Regions from separate parts of the Sus scrofa genome. Here region 1 is linked to region 2. Evidence: chromatin contacts called from public promoter capture Hi-C data. All regions are on one chromosome and are shown on one strand. Each heading gives the region's core, a stretch centred on a gene start, on an enhancer-like site or on the middle of the called end of the contact. The rest is flanking DNA. Distances are from core to core; before and after follow the strand shown. Region 1 overlaps BCAR3 (breast cancer anti-estrogen resistance protein 3). Region 2 holds the start of BCAR3 (breast cancer anti-estrogen resistance protein 3).

Region 1 (2,940 bases), core at 416-2,915, 91 kb after region 2:
CCTTAACCCACCGAAGAAGTCCAGGGATCGAACCCACATCCTCATGGATACTTAACCCACTGAGGGAACTCCTTTTTTTTTTTTTTTTTTTAAGGAAAGATATATTGTTTCTGTGAAGTCCTTGAGGATAACCACCCCCCAAAAAAGTGCAGTGTTCACTAGTCTTTTAAAAATACAAAGTCCTAGTCGGAGCGTCGGCGAGGTTGTTCTTGGATTAATGAGGTAACCCCTTTTCCGATGCTCTCCCCACTCTGAGTAGGTCGAGCCCTTGAAAGGGCAAAAGATCGGGTCACTGTCCTGCCTAAGAACTTGCAGTGACTCTCCATCAGACCCCGACAGAGGCCCAACCCTCCCAGGGCTCACAACCAGCCTCTGTCTCTTTAGAGAGGCAGTGCCACACAGAGGCTGAGCGCTCCACCCGCACGCTTGCACACAACACGTACACACACACACACAAAGCTGATCTTTAAAAAGCAAATGATGTTTTAAAAAAATTTTTTGTGGCATTCTCACTGTGGCACAATGGGATCGACGGTGTCTTGGGAGTGCTGGGATGCAGGTTCAATCCCCAGGCCCGGCACAGGCGGTTAAGGATCCGGCTTAGCTGCAGCTCAGGCGGTGACTAAGACTTGGATCTGATCTCCATGAGCTGAAGGGCGGCCAAAAAGGAAAAACAAAAAAAGTAGCCTTCTTAGTTTATGACTGTGTTCTTATCCCTCCAAGTAAGATCCCTCGCCACAAGACTGTACCTCCGCTCTAACAACCAGAGGAGGGCTTGACTGCCCAGAATTCCATTTCCCTGTCACCTCTGAGCAGCCACCTGTGCGCTGTGGCAGGCCCACCTGCAAGCTCTCCCGTCTTACGCCTCGGCAGCCAACCGTAGACCACAGAAAGCAGGATGCTTCGAGGGTCTCCAGGCCTGTTTGGCTGTGTCCCAGAGACCCAGCCCTGGGCTCGACCAGGGTCAGGCCTGAAGCCTCTGAGGTACACGGGCAGCTGCCACTCCAACTGTAAGGAAAACACGAGTATTCCCAAAGGGACTACAGTGTTTTTGAAATTCAAAACAAGGTGGGAGGAGTTCCCAACGTGGCTCAATGGGTTGAGAACTAGCATCCATGAGGATGCGGGTTCGATCCCTGGCCTCAATCAGTGGGTTAAGGATCCAGCGTTGCCGTGAGCTGTGGTGTAGGTCACAGACGCAGCTCAGATCTGGCGTTGCAGAGGCTGTGGTGTAGGCTGGCAGCTGTAGCTCCGACTTGACCCCTAGCCTGGGACTAGACTCCATATGCCATGGGTCCAGGTCTCAAAAAACAAATCCAGGTGGAGCAGACCCTCTCCTTCCCGTGGGAGGACCTGAGGCAGGTGAGCTGTGAAATGCGATGCCCGAGGCTCCTGGGAGGAGGGCTGGGACCTGGTCAGTTCCGCCCCGCTGGTGTGCAGGTTCCAAAGAGCATCAGGTCTGTTACCTGACCTCCGTCGTCATAAGTGTCGTGGCTCATGGCCACGAGGGAGCACAGTGGTGGCGCAGCAGAGTCAAAGCAGGGACAGGGCTCAAGCCTCCCCGCCAGGCGGGATCTGCGCCTGAGCCCAGGGACTCCACGGACTCGTGCAGGACCTGGTGGCCCCGGCACCTACTTCCATTGCTCAAAGCCAGGTGCTGGGTCCAAGAACCAGGGCCATGGACCTCCCCTGACCCTGGACCTGCGCTGATAAGCAGAGGGCACAGAGAGAAGGTAGTTGAGCTGTGCCAGTTTTTCAGAATTTTTCTGGCCCGTGGGCTTGGGCCAGGAAGTTCCTATCCACCCACATCCTCCCTCTGCCTATATAAACCCGCCCATCGCCTACCCCCCACGCACACTGCTGCACCTTAGACATTGAGCAGCAACCGGGATTCTCGGACCACGTAAAGGGAGCATCAGCAGGGATTGGCTCCCGGGGGCCATGGACTGGCATGTGTACAAGGGCATGTGTGTTGGCCCCAAGCTTTTCTAGTGTGACCATGTCTCTCCTCAGGTTCAGATGTGACGGGTCAATAGCTTAAGGGCAGTGAGGTGTCTTTTGTGGATGAAGCCGTGCGTCCACCGCGCAGCCGCAGCCACAGGCTTGTGCCTGGCCTGGGTTCTTCACCCAGTCCCTCCCCTGGGCCAGGTCCTGCCCTGCTCGGGAGTGACCCAGGTGCTCTCAGAGAAGGCGGCTAAGCGGCACATAGGGGTTGGAAGACTTGGGGCTCAGGCACAGGACGGGGTTCTCTGCCTCAGGCACCCCCTGCCTGGTCACTGAGAGAACCTGGAGCCCCAAGGCAGCCCTCATTTTCTGGTCCTGCAGGGCCTAGAGACACAGAAAACAGAGCATATTCACCTGTGGAGAGGCCCTGGGGGCAGGCTCAGAAAGTGGGCGTGATGGGGGCAAAAAAGGCCCCCAGGGCCATACAGGTGCCCTGTGGTCCTGTCCCCACACTCCACACCGTGCTGCTCAGTCTACACGGCGTCTTTTTTTTTTTTTTTTTGTCTCAATGGCTTTATATTATTTAGCTTTTTATAAATGTTTGTTAATTTTTATCTTTTTCAAAGTGCTATGCCTGGGAGTTCCTGCTGTGGATCAGTGGGTTATGAACCTGACTAGTATCCATCAGATGTAGGTTCGATCCCTGGCCTCACTCAGTGGGTAAGGACTTGACGTGGCTGTGGCTGTGGTGTAGGCCAGCAGCTCCAGCTCCAATTCCACCCCTAGCCTGGGAACTTCCATATGCCACAGGTGCAGCCCTGAAAAGCAAGGGCAAAAAAAAAATACTATGCCTCTGTGAAGAAATGTCCCATGGCTGGAAGCCCTGGGGCTTTTCTCACTGCCCGGCTCACCTGACGTGTGTGGGGAGATGGTGCTCGGCTGAGACTGGTCCTCAGGCTGCTTCTGTTCCAGAGGCAGGAACTTGTGGCTGGGGCC
Region 2 (3,071 bases), core at 391-2,890:
ATTATTGATCCACTTGTTCTTGAGGAGTAGCGATGAATTTATGCATATGCTCCAGTCACATTCTTCCCGGGCAGCTTTGGTGTGTGGAATGTCCACAAGAATGAGGAAGAGGAGCAGGTGTGAATCAGACCAGTGTAAACCCAACACGGGTCCCGACCACGGCTCCTTAATCGGTTCTGTTCTTACCCACGCCTAACCAGCCGGAGACAAGCTCCCTAACCGAACCCTGTCAAATTGCATTCTAGAGTGCCTCCTTAGGAGTTCCCTTCGTGGCGCAGCAGTAGCAAACTCAACTAGTATCCATGAGGATGCGGGTTCAATCCCTGGCCTCTCTCAGTGGGTCAAGGGTCCAGGGTGGCCGTGAGGGGGTGCTGCAGGTTGCAGACGAGGCTGGGATCTGGTGTGACTGTGGCGCAGGTCGGCAGCTGTAGCTCCCATTTGACCCTTAGCCTGGGAGCTTCCACACACTGCAGGCACGCCACCCCCCCCCCAAATCAAGTGCCTCCTTATTCATGTTTCTGATCCAAACATGTTTCCTATACATCTGCTGGTACATCACTGCACAAACGGTGCATATGCTTTTATGCCCTTTTCCGCTCCAAAGCACCGTGAAGCAGATGAGTCCAGCAGTGGTGTCTCTACACGGGTGAGAAGTGGGCTCCTCCAGTCCTGCGGATGAGGGGAAGCTGGCAGGCTGGTCCTTCACTCCGGCCCAGGCCTGCCCCCGCCCCGCCCCCAGCCCCACCCCCGCCAGTGCCTTCTGGCCTGAGTCCCACACTAACCCCGGCACTAGCTTTACAGAGTCTGTGCCCTTGGACCTCAGCCCGCACGGAGCCCGCGTCGGTGTGACTGACGCTTCTTCCTCTGAGCAGGTGCAGAACCCCACCACTGGCTTCTCAAGAACCCCGAGATGCCCCCAAGTAAGAAAACCCCACAGATGCTTCCGGGAATGGCTCCAGCTGAATATACTACAGATGCCTCTGCTCAAGAGTAAATTCCAGTAAGAAAAGAAACAACTATTTCATGCTGACAAATAGTTCTCTGCTTGAGCCACTTCGTTCTCGTAATTCTCTGAGCTTCTCCTTTGGGCCTGCACAACGAAGCTCCCTGGTCCTGGGAGAGCACTCAGTAACCATAAAGCTATAAAGAGGACGCTCCGGGCCACGTGGGAGGCAGAGTGGGGTCGAGTCACATGGAACAAGAAAAGCCTGCCTGGGAAGGCACGGGGATCTCGTTTCTGATGTAATCGCTGCTCTGCTTATCACTCAATGAAAGATAAGCCCTGCGGGGCAACTGGGCATTCTGCTCTCCATGGAGCTCCAGTGAGGAGCCTGGCGTATAGATGGTGCTCAATAAATGTTTATTGAAAGTAGGAAAGAAGGCAGGTAGATGGAAAGAAGTGGGGGGGGGGGGCGCACCTAAGCTTCTGAGAAGGACGCAAAGAAAATGTGGCAAGAGAGCTAAGGTCTGGGTAAGAGCAGGGTTTGCACAAGTCCCGGGGTTGGCGCAGGTGAAAACCCTATGCCTAAGTTGCTGAAAACACACGTGTCCCTGGGTTTCGGGAGATGGGAGACGTGGGCGGAAGGGCAGAGGTCAATTTTACCACCATCCGCCAGCCGGCTGAGCAGTGGAGCGCAGGCAACCCCAGTTGGTGCTGCGTAACCATCGGTGCCCAGAGCAGCGGAGATTCCCGCCCCCCCAGCATCTGGACCCCCAGGGCAGGAACACTGAAGGCCAGACCTCCCCGTGTGCCTTCACGGCGTGGCTCATGGGAACCTGCTGCTCTTGGAAACCTCAGGTAAGGAGGCAGCTCTGCCACGGCAGGCACACAGGGGGTACCCACGCGAGGCTTGGCAGGGTGTGGCCGCGAGTCCCGAAGGGCAGTTTTGGCACTCAGGGACCTGGGGGCTGGGCCCGCAGAGGGGTCCTAGAAGCACGTTTAGGCATTAGCTTAAAACACCGCCTGACTGCCTTTGTAGGACCGTTTCACACGAAACCATCTATAAGGGAAGCAGGGCAGGGACTGTCATCTTTTTTTTTTTTTTTTATAGAAGAGGCAGTCGGGATTCAGTAAGGCTGAAAAACTTCCAAGGTCTCACAATAAATGCTCAGGGTTTAGACTTCAGGGCCTCTGGCCCTTTGTCAATCATAGCAGCGGAGGCACGGCAGCGGCAATGTTGAAAATGACCAGCAGAGGGCGGTCTTCACAAAGGCTGTGGCCCTATCCCGAGAGCCATCAAAGGGTCCCGGCTCTTGGGACAGACCCGCATCGTGGATCCCCTCAGGCTGAGAAGGATACAACCTCCTCTCCTGTGATTTTCCTGCCCCACGAAAGCTTCCCTAAATCTAAACCTGAAACACCAGATACACATAAATTCCAGGAACGGACTACCAAAAAGCTGGCTAGTGCCCTTCAAAAATGTCAAGGTCAAGAAAGGCTGGCTGAAGACCTGTTCCAAATTAAAGGAGCCTAAATAGACATGACAGCTAAATGAACACGTGACTGACCTTTGATGGGTTTAGATGATAGTATTCTGTCGATGTTGAGTTTCCTAAAGTTGGTCATTGTGCTCTTTTTATGTAAGAGAATCTCCTTGTTCATAGAAATATTTAGAGGCATGGAGTTCCCGTCGTGGCTCAGTGTTTAACAAACCCGACTACTAACCATAAGTTTGCTAGTAATCACGAGTTTTCGGGTTCGATCCCTGGCTCCGCTCAGCGGGTTAAGGATCTGGCGTTGCCGTGAGCTGTGGTGTAGGTTGCAGACGCTGCTTGGATCCTGTGTTGCTGTGGTGTGGGCCGGTGGCTACAGCTCCAATTCAACTCCTAGCCTGGAAACCTCCATATGCTGCAGGTGCCACCCTAAAAAGCAGGAAAAAAAAAAGTTAAGAAAAAAACACACCAATAGAATATTACAATAAAAGAAATGGAGCAAAGTATAAGTGATGGGGGAATCTGGGTAAAAGATATATGGAACCTCTTATGCTATACTTGCAATTTTTCTGTAACTTTGAAATTATATCTAAATTAAAAGTTAACAACAACAAGAGGCGGTCCTAGCTCTCCAGCAG

The links. Promoter capture Hi-C pulls out the DNA fragments that hold promoters and counts their contacts.
Region 1: a promoter capture Hi-C map of liver shows a contact between it and region 2, with 10 times the contacts expected there. The contact joins the enhancer-like site here to the promoter of BCAR3 in region 2. A contact is called at or near these places in 3 of 5 promoter capture datasets (fetal skeletal muscle and liver), 6 of 47 Hi-C or Micro-C datasets (embryonic fibroblasts, epiblast stem cells, liver and 1 more) and 2 of 2 datasets of contacts at active chromatin or transcription factors (alveolar macrophages and skeletal muscle).

What each region holds. Positions count from the first base shown.
Region 1 is chr4:123,530,401-123,533,340 of Sscrofa11.1, forward strand. The region is part of intron 2 of BCAR3 (breast cancer anti-estrogen resistance protein 3); the gene reads left to right. Among named protein-coding and RNA genes, the nearest start is that of BCAR3, 91 kb to the left of the region's middle. Within about 2 kb of position 1,666, at least 6 of the 83 cell types and tissues checked have an H3K27ac peak or open chromatin away from gene starts, as enhancers often do. A contact at or near this core is called in embryonic fibroblasts and liver, where this site is marked.
Region 2 is chr4:123,438,931-123,442,001 of Sscrofa11.1, forward strand. It overlaps BCAR3 (breast cancer anti-estrogen resistance protein 3), which reads left to right and starts at 1,641. Exons shown (of 13, transcript XM_003125890.6): 1 at 1,641-1,798.